2 separate regions of the Capsicum annuum genome follow, and region 1 is linked to region 2. A link is a contact called in public Hi-C data. All regions are on one chromosome and are shown on one strand. Each heading gives the region's core, a stretch centred on a gene start, on an enhancer-like site or on the middle of the called end of the contact. The rest is flanking DNA. Distances are from core to core; before and after follow the strand shown.

Region 1 (4,394 bases), core at 1,856-4,355, 240 kb after region 2:
GTAACATCAACAACCGATAAATTTCATCGCTAATCGGTCACAAGTTTAGCAACAAAAATCTTTTTTTCGTCGCTAAGAGGTTAGCAATATAGCAACAAACACATATCCGTCGTTATTCCGTTGCTATTTCTATTTAGCGACGGATTTACATAGAATAGTGAGAAAAAATGGCTGTCGCTAAATGTTATTATTTTTTAGTGAAAGTGAGTTATTCTATAAAAACATTGATATTAACTTTTTTCATACACAAGACATCAAAATGAGACAACGTTAATAGAGGTGCAGACACTTTAGAAACAAATTCAATATCTTCAATAAATAAAAACGTTATGTTGTCATTTTTAATTGAGAAGGTAAATAATTCCATCAAGGAAAAGTGGTCAAGAGGTGATTCAGTTTATTCAATATTTATCCAACAATATAATGCTAGATCACAAATATCCATCAAGATGAAGAATTTTGGAAAGCAACCCACAAAGACTGATTTGATATTTATTCAGTATGTCAACCTCATAGTTCTCATGGTTTGAACATGCTGGGTTTAAAATTTAACAACGCTACTCGATCATTACAATAATATGAGTCAGTTTAGATCATAAATGAGCTTACTAATAGCTTTCTAATGGCATATGAATCATTTTTGGAGGAGAAGTCTAATCGTGTTTTTCTAATATTGCATTCATACATGGTAGAAATTATGTGAGCAAAAGGTTCCAATAAGTACAATATCCCGCATATAAAGAAAGCTACGCTGGAGAAAAAAGGTCACCTTTCTACTTGTCTAAAGTGTGATTCTGAACTAGTCAATGATGTATTCATTAATCTGAAATGAATCTAGTTTCTATTTTTTTTTGGAGTCTATTTTGAACCTTTGAGCATCATTATTGAAATGAAATATTTTCTCAACAAACTAAAATTAATTGAGCTATTATTATTATTATTATTATTATTATTATCTCAATCTTTTTTGTAATATAATCAAGTTTGTGTTAAATAATGCTCTATGTAACATTATTTTATTAAAAGAAATAGAATACATTCGAACAAAATAAAAGATAATAAATTAGTGCAAAAAGAAGAATGAAAAAAATTGTTGAAAATGAAAAATTTCGAATGAACTAGTCAGGAATAATTTTTAATCTAAAATAATATATAATTATATTCGTAATAAAACCCGGGAAGTAATATTTTCAACAATTTTACATATGTCTTTTCTAATTCTTCATTTTCAAATGCTTCCTCTCCTTCTTTAGAAAATTTATATTAATAGAACACACAATCATCAATGTTCAAGTTAAAATATTCAATTTTTATTGGATCTTGAACTCTTTTTGTTGAGTCTTCAACTTTAATATTTTCTTGATTCTTTAAATCTAATATCCATTGAATATTAAATTTTAATATTCGAGTTGAATCTTCTTCAATAAGTGAATCTTTAATCATCGATGTTTTTTTCATACTTATCTCCATCTCTCAAATATATACACAAATATATATGCCTGAATTGAAAATTTGATCTTTAAAAAATGAAAACATACTTTTGTCACTATGAATAGTCTTATGAAATGAAGACTATACTCACTAAACAGAAAGAGTAAGAAAAGAGGGGTCATATAGTTGTCATGTAGACATTTAATAAGCTTTAAAAATTTAATTTGCTACTTCAACAATTTTGAAGAATGTTTGATGTGCTAATATTTGACAACATATTTGATGCTTTTAACAATGAATAACTGCAAGTTCTTAAGCGAATTATGTTGGATTTGATTACTGTTGTGTCTCATATGCAGAATAGTGTGTTCAGGCAAGAAACATTATTAATTGTTCTTAAAAGAGGGACTTGATGGGCCACTTGACGAGCCCTTAATCCTGTGATTGATCATCCTCCAGATCATGAAGCTAAATCAGTGTGTAATACTAAGTGTCAACAAGTCGATGTTCAATTTGTCGAACCTTCAATCTTTTAGCCAATTTGGTACTCAAATCGTACCACCTAACCTATATGTAATTGTGAAGGATATCAAGTGACAAAGCAGTTACGCAATTGTGAAGGATATCAAGTGACAAAGCAGTTGATGAACTGCCACTGCCATGATGGACCATTGAACAGACCATGTGAGTTAGGAGACTCAAGGTGATCTACACTGGATAGAGGAGACGATTAAGGCGATGGATCGTCACCTAGTCGATGAAACATCAGCTCAATAGTGAGACGTGAGACAGTCTTTTTTTTGAGTTTAATTAGATTTAGATTTTTCCTTAACTATAAATAACTACTATTAGGGTTTATTTCATATCATCTTATGTTTTGGGCAAAAAATACTATCATTCTTACATTTTTTGTGGTTTTTGGCAACTCACATGGGTTTTGAAATACAAACTGAGTTATTGCGATTTCATTTGCATAAGTTTATTCTTATCTTATGATTTCTATGGTTTTTTTTCTCTTAAATATATGAGGGGATAAACATCATAACTAAGATTGTGGAGCCATGGTGAATTTACATGTTTAGAGTCAAAAGTATAGATTTTCATACTGTTATTGCTTGTATCATTAATTAGTTCATCTGGTATGATTTTTCTTGTTTGAGAAAAAAATGTAAGACTAGGAAAAAGAGTTAAAGACAAGAATTTGAGGTTTCCAACCCTCGTCTAATGGTTAATTCATCTGAGTAGGTTGAGAAACACAAAGGTGAATTAAAGTTTCAATAGCTATCACAACCCAAAAACTAGGTGATGATGACACTTATGGAGGGCCAAACTTCTAGAATAAAGTCAGGCCAACATATAAAATAAATAAAATAGATGTCTGAATAACATAAAACCCAACATAGGAAGCATAATTTTTCTTTAGGCGTACGATAGCAGGATGCTAACGTACGCTGGTAGTGAGAATGGCTCCTCGAAAAATAGCTACACCACCGCCAGTCATCGTTACGTCGACAAGTGGAATTCAATAACATCTAGGACCATTAACCTTTAGGAACTTTCTCCCGGGCTCATCTCAGCCAATATATGAGGAAACTGAGATAGTGGAGGTAAGAATGGAAAAACATGATCCAGTAGGGAAGAGGATTACTAGAAAACTAAAGGACTCACAATTTCCCTGGAGGTTGCAATTTTCTGATGTGGGTCCTCGTCTCAAGCTCCCCCAGCCCAAGCTGAGGTAAAGATAGAAGTGGAGAAGGACTAGGTGAAACCCCCAAATCGAAGCTCACAAATGGGGAAGGCACTGATATACCACCGATGGTGAAGGGAGAGAAAATAATTGTGCAGCTTTAGAAGGAGGATATATTTGTTCAGGCAAATCACTGGAGCTCTGCATTGATTAGATATGTGCTGGGGGATTCACCATTCTTCAAATCTATGGAGAATTACATAGTTTATATGTGGAATTTCATGATGAAACCAAAGGTACTATATCACGACGATGGCTATTACATCTTTAAATTTGCTACGATGGCCGATAGGGACCTAGTGATACAATCAGGTCCTTACATATATAGGAATAGACCACTTATCCTAAAGGATTGGACATTCGAATTCAAGTTTAACCCTGAGTTCCTGAACAAGGTACCCTTGTGGGTTAAGTTTCCGAGCTTACCTCTAGGTTATTGGTCGATGGAATCATTTAGTAAATTGGCTAGTGTTTGAGGGAAACCTCTGTACATAGATAAGTATATGGCTGAGATGGAAAGAATATCATACGTGAGGGTATTAGTAGAGGTGGACATTAGTCACATGTTACCTACCCAAGTGGAACTTACATCTCCCATAGGGACCATACAACCAACTATCACATACGATTGGATTCTGAAGTCTTGTGGTGATTGTAATTGCTTTGGCCACAAGGTAGATGAATACCTATTTAAGAAGGAACCTAACAAAGAAGAACCGATAAACCTTCCCCAACAACAGGGGAGAAGAAGGAGGAACCGAAGATGTAGGAGAGTAATTCAACAATGGGAACCTAAAGAAACAGACAAAGCCAACTCAGAGCAGAATAAAGAACTAGAGGCAAATGCAGATAAGAGTCAAGAGGGTTCTACAGCCTGAACTACCTCATAATATGTTGAATAATTGTGAAGATGTTACCTAGGTAAATCCTTATCCTATTGTGAGTGGAGATGAATATGGACATATCAGGAAAGGAAAGGAAATCGTAGAAGAGAAAGCTGAGACTAGTGCTTGAGGAGAGGATTCATTTCAACCCCCATGATTGTGTGCTCATAGAACTTTAGAGGGCTTAATAATCCCTTTAAACAGAAGGAGTTAAAAATCTTTCCGAGGAAGAATAAAGTGGAGGTGATAGGAATTATAGAAACTAGAGTGAGATGTCATAATGCCTATAAAGTAAAAAATAATATAGCGAGAGATTGGAATTTCCAAGATAA
Region 2 (4,355 bases), core at 283-2,782:
TGCATTGTATTATTAGTAGCTTCCGTCATCCATTGTTTTGCTTCATTAATGGCCATGTTTAGGTTGGTAGCCTATGATACATGAGGTTATATCATTGCCTAGGCAGGTCAAGAGTTTATTTGACTCGTCTCCAAGTCCTCTGCTTTAATGATCCTTTAGATCTCCTCCTTGTGACATGCATCATCCGATTAATGTTATCACTAAACGTACCTTGCTATTGCCAGTAATTGGAGATGTGAGAGGCAGGGGTTTAATGGTTGGCATCGAACTGGTAACCGACAGAAAAGAAAAGACACCTGCCAAGGCGGAAACTGGAATTCTCTTTGAGAAGCTTAAAGGTTTGTATAATCAGCTGATGAATTGAAAAGTGATTGAAAAACGACGTATATATACTAATGATGCACTTGGTTCTGGCTGTAGATCTTGGTGTTCTAGTAGGGAAAGGCGGTTTACATGGAAATGTTTTCAGAATAAAGCCTCCCATGTGTTTCAGCAAGGATGATGCAGGTAACCTCTTACTTACTGGTTCAATATTGCCTATTGTTTTTGGATTACTCCATCTATTTTATCAGTGTATTTGAAATCATTAATAGTAACCAATATGCCCTACAAGTCTTTTTTGTTTTCAGATATTTCATTTTCAAGAAATATATATTTCTGGTTTGAGCAATACAACTTTTTTTATGCAGACTTTCTTGTTGATGCATTGGACTATTCTATTTCAAAGTTGTGAGAATTTGTCATATTGGCTGTGAGATCGCCCATCTTTCAACCAAAGGACACAACTATTCCAGTACAATAACAATGTCAAAGAAAGCAAGTGATGCTTCATTCCTCTTATTTTGTTCCAACGTTATTTATTTCAAATGAAATACATGCCCGAATAAAATTTCAGTATCTCTTTGCAATTTAATTTCAATTACCAACTTCTTCCGAACATCACCAAATTCATGTCAATCACTTAATGAATGAATCGGTCCCTTCTACGGGGATCAACTCTTTTCAACTTGACTTCAAATACATTTTTTTAGTGTCACCAAATTTATTTCCAATCGAATATTAAGTTCCGAGTCAATCCTTTCAACGTGGATCAAAATTCCATTTTCTAGATGTTCGGAAAGCGAGGAACTGTAAAAGGGCTTATTCAATTTGTGGAATTCATGTGTGAAGTTTTAAGCTCGATTAAAGAGTGAAATATTATCTATATTAGAGATCATTCGGTTTGTAAATTTATTGAGAGAATATAATCTAGTAAGAAATTATGCTTTGCAATGCATCTTGCCTCAAGGGGAAAAAACACAACTAGTGTAGTGAAACGTTTTGAACTTATCGCAAAATTAACGTGAAAAAACAGTCAGACCCTTAAGATCCAAGTATTGCATTCCACGGCTCAAACCCGTCACTCCTCATAAGTCACGTGAAAACAATTTTACTGTTGTCATAACGTTTCCTTCATGGAGCACAAATATAGTTGACTGCAGTTTGAGGGAAGTTTAGAGAAAAGCAGGCCAGTGTAGAGAAAAGCAGGCCGTAATAACGTGTATAATTGAACGAAAATAATCAGAATGACAAGTGATTACATATAGAAAGTCAGGGAACTGTCGAGAACCCTCAAGACTTTCAAATTTTAACCCTAAATAATAAAGCTTTCTTAAAATAGCTATTTTTTATTAACTAATATTTTTTTTAACGAAATTGCCCCTGACTAATGGAGTAAATTACATAAATGATCCTCATAATTAGAGAGTGCATCGGTCGGTTCGGTTCGATTTTATATATTATCGGTTCGATTTATCGATTTTTAAATATGCTAAACCAATAACCAAACCAATAAGATATTTTTTTACCGGTTTTCGATTTATCGATTTTTAGTCCTTATTGGTTTGATTTTCGATTAAACTGATAAGAAAATAATCATAAAATAGAAATAGTAGTAACTAACATGAAAAAAAAAACGAATCTTAGTTGCAACGAAAAATTCTACTTGATGTGTTTTAATTTACAAGAATCTTCAAGTTTGAACTAAATGTTGTTAGGAGAATTTAAGAGTTTGTATAATTAAAGTAATAGGTTTGTTAATTTATAGAAAGTAAAGAGAAATATATATATATATATATATATATATATATATATTCATATTCATTCATTCTCATTGGGTTATCGGTTTACCCAATAACCCAAAAACAAAAAATCGAATCGAATCAATAACCCAATAATTTTTTTATAAAATCATTAAAAAATCGTTAACCCAATAACTCAATAACAATAAATCAATAACATTTTATCGGTAGGTTCGATTTTTGCACACCCCTACTCATAATAGATAACACCTCCATATTTATATCTTTCAACTTTTATTTTTTCTCTTTTAATTACTTTGATTTTTATTTTGATTTTTCTCAACCCTTACTTTTTTCATTTTTCCTCTCAACTTCTTTTTTTTTTCCTTTTTTATTTTTACTTTGATTTTTATTTCTTCTTTCCTTTTTTTTTTGTTCTTTTTAATTTTTTGCAACTCTTACCTTTTTTTCTTTACATCTCTCAACGTCTACTTTTATAATTTTTTATTTTTATTTGATTTTTATTTTTTCTTTTCTTTTTAAAATTTTTCTCGAAATTTTTATCAACCTTTATTTTTTTTCATTCTCTCTCAACTTCAACATTTTCTTTGATTTTTATTTTTTTAATATTTTTCTTTATTTTCTTCTTTTCCGTAATTTTTATTATTTTTGTTCTTTTCTTCGATTTCTTCCATTCAAGTTACATCTCATGAGCAAAAGTGTCACATTATAAAGGCAAGACTTATGACTTTCAGACAACAAGCCACGTTTCATGGATAAGAATTGACACTATCACATTGTAGAGGCAAGACTTATGACTTTCAAACAACAAGCTATGTTTCATTTGCAAGAGTTGACACTACCGTATTGTATTTTGATTTATGAGTTGTTTTATAACTCTTACCTTAGAGGCAAGACTTTGCTCAGAGACTTTTAAACAATAAATTATGCTCCACGAGTAAAAGTTGACTCTACTACATTATGTTTCATTTATGAGATGTTCTACAACTATTGCTTTAGAGGCAAGACTTAGCTCAAGGACTTTCAAACTACAAATTATGCCCCACAGGCAAGAGTTGACTCTACCACGTTATGTTTTCATTTCTGAGATGCTCTACAACTATTGTCTTAGAGGCAAGACTTAGCTCAAGAACTTTCAAGCAGCAAATTATGCCCCACGGGCAAGAGTTGACTCAACCACGTTATGTTTTCATTTATGAGATGTTCTACAGCTATTGCCTTAGAGGCATGACTTAGCTCAAGAGCGTTCAATCTACAAATTATGTCTCACGAGCAAGAGTTGACTCTACCACGTTATGTTTTCATTTCTGAGATGTTCTACAACTATTGTCTTAGGACAAGACTAGCTCAAGGACTTTCAAACTACAAATTATGCTCCACGAGCAAGAGTTGACTCTACCACGTTATGTTTTCATGACCTTAAATTTGCTTTGATGTAAAAAAAAAAAAAAAGATCCCTTTACGAATTATTCAATTTTTTATTTATTAGCAAAATATAATAGAAGTTGAGAAAAAAGAAAAAAATGATCAAACAAAATAGAGAAATAAAAAAAAAAAGAGATTGAGAAAAATGAGGAAAAAAAAAAGAAATGATGAAAATAAAAAATAAAGGATGAGACAAATGAATTAAAAGAAAAAAAAATGAAGAAATAGATAATGTTTGAGAAAAAAAAGATTGAGACAAATGAATTAAAACATAAAAGTAAAATTAAAAGAAAATATGTTATGGATTATGTTATGGAAAACTTAATGAATTATGTTATGGAAAATTTGCAGGATCCAAAGAAGGGCTGCACCCCAAGGGTGTGAAGTAGACATCTTATCCTAATGCAAGCATTAATGGCTACAGATGTAAACATGCATCTGCAAATTTTCCATAACATAATTCATTAAGTTGTCGCAACAGAATATTGCTCATGCCATCATTGCTTTCTTTCATTTATAGCAGTTGTTCATCTGCAAAGTGGGAATACACTTGGGTTTGTTGTTGTTCATCTGCAAAGTATTCAAAAATTGCTTGGCACATCACACTCCCATCATAGACAATTAAATACAGAGAGGCATCATAACTTGGAGTAACTTTCATCAGGAGACTCCAGCCAGAGTACCATATTGATTTACAATCATCAAAACCAATGTGAAAAGAAAAGAAATGCAATTTTGAAGTTCCAATTACAGCATAGCAGAACTCATATACAGATTTCAATCAGGGATGAAGCAGTGTCCGAATGGTCGCCAGCTGATATTATGTTCCATATCGATATTCATTTTTTA

What was found. A called contact is a pair of places that touch in the nucleus more often than the background predicts.
Region 1: a Hi-C map of leaf shows a contact between it and region 2, with 2.7 times the contacts expected there. The contact joins two enhancer-like sites. A contact is called at or near these places in 2 of 5 Hi-C or Micro-C datasets (leaf and placenta).

Annotation. Positions count from the first base shown.
Region 1 is chr12:73,011,781-73,016,174 of UCD10Xv1.1, forward strand. No RefSeq gene overlaps it. Among protein-coding and RNA genes, the nearest start is that of LOC107855162, 230 kb to the left of the region's middle. Within about 2 kb of position 3,106, at least 3 of the 5 cell types and tissues checked have an H3K27ac peak or open chromatin away from gene starts, as enhancers often do. A contact at or near this core is called in leaf, where this site is marked.
Region 2 is chr12:72,770,374-72,774,728 of UCD10Xv1.1, forward strand. It overlaps LOC107855164 (alanine--glyoxylate aminotransferase 2 homolog 1, mitochondrial), which reads left to right. Exons shown (of 9, transcript NM_001324714.1): 7 at 225-338; 8 at 421-507; 9 at 690-733. The coding sequence ends at 733. LOC107855162 (TGACG-sequence-specific DNA-binding protein TGA-1A) reads right to left here. Exons shown (of 9, transcript XM_016700166.2): 9 at 4,085-4,355. Among protein-coding and RNA genes, the nearest start is that of LOC107855162, 8.6 kb to the right of the region's middle. Within about 2 kb of position 1,533, at least 3 of the 5 cell types and tissues checked have an H3K27ac peak or open chromatin away from gene starts, as enhancers often do. A contact at or near this core is called in leaf, where this site is marked.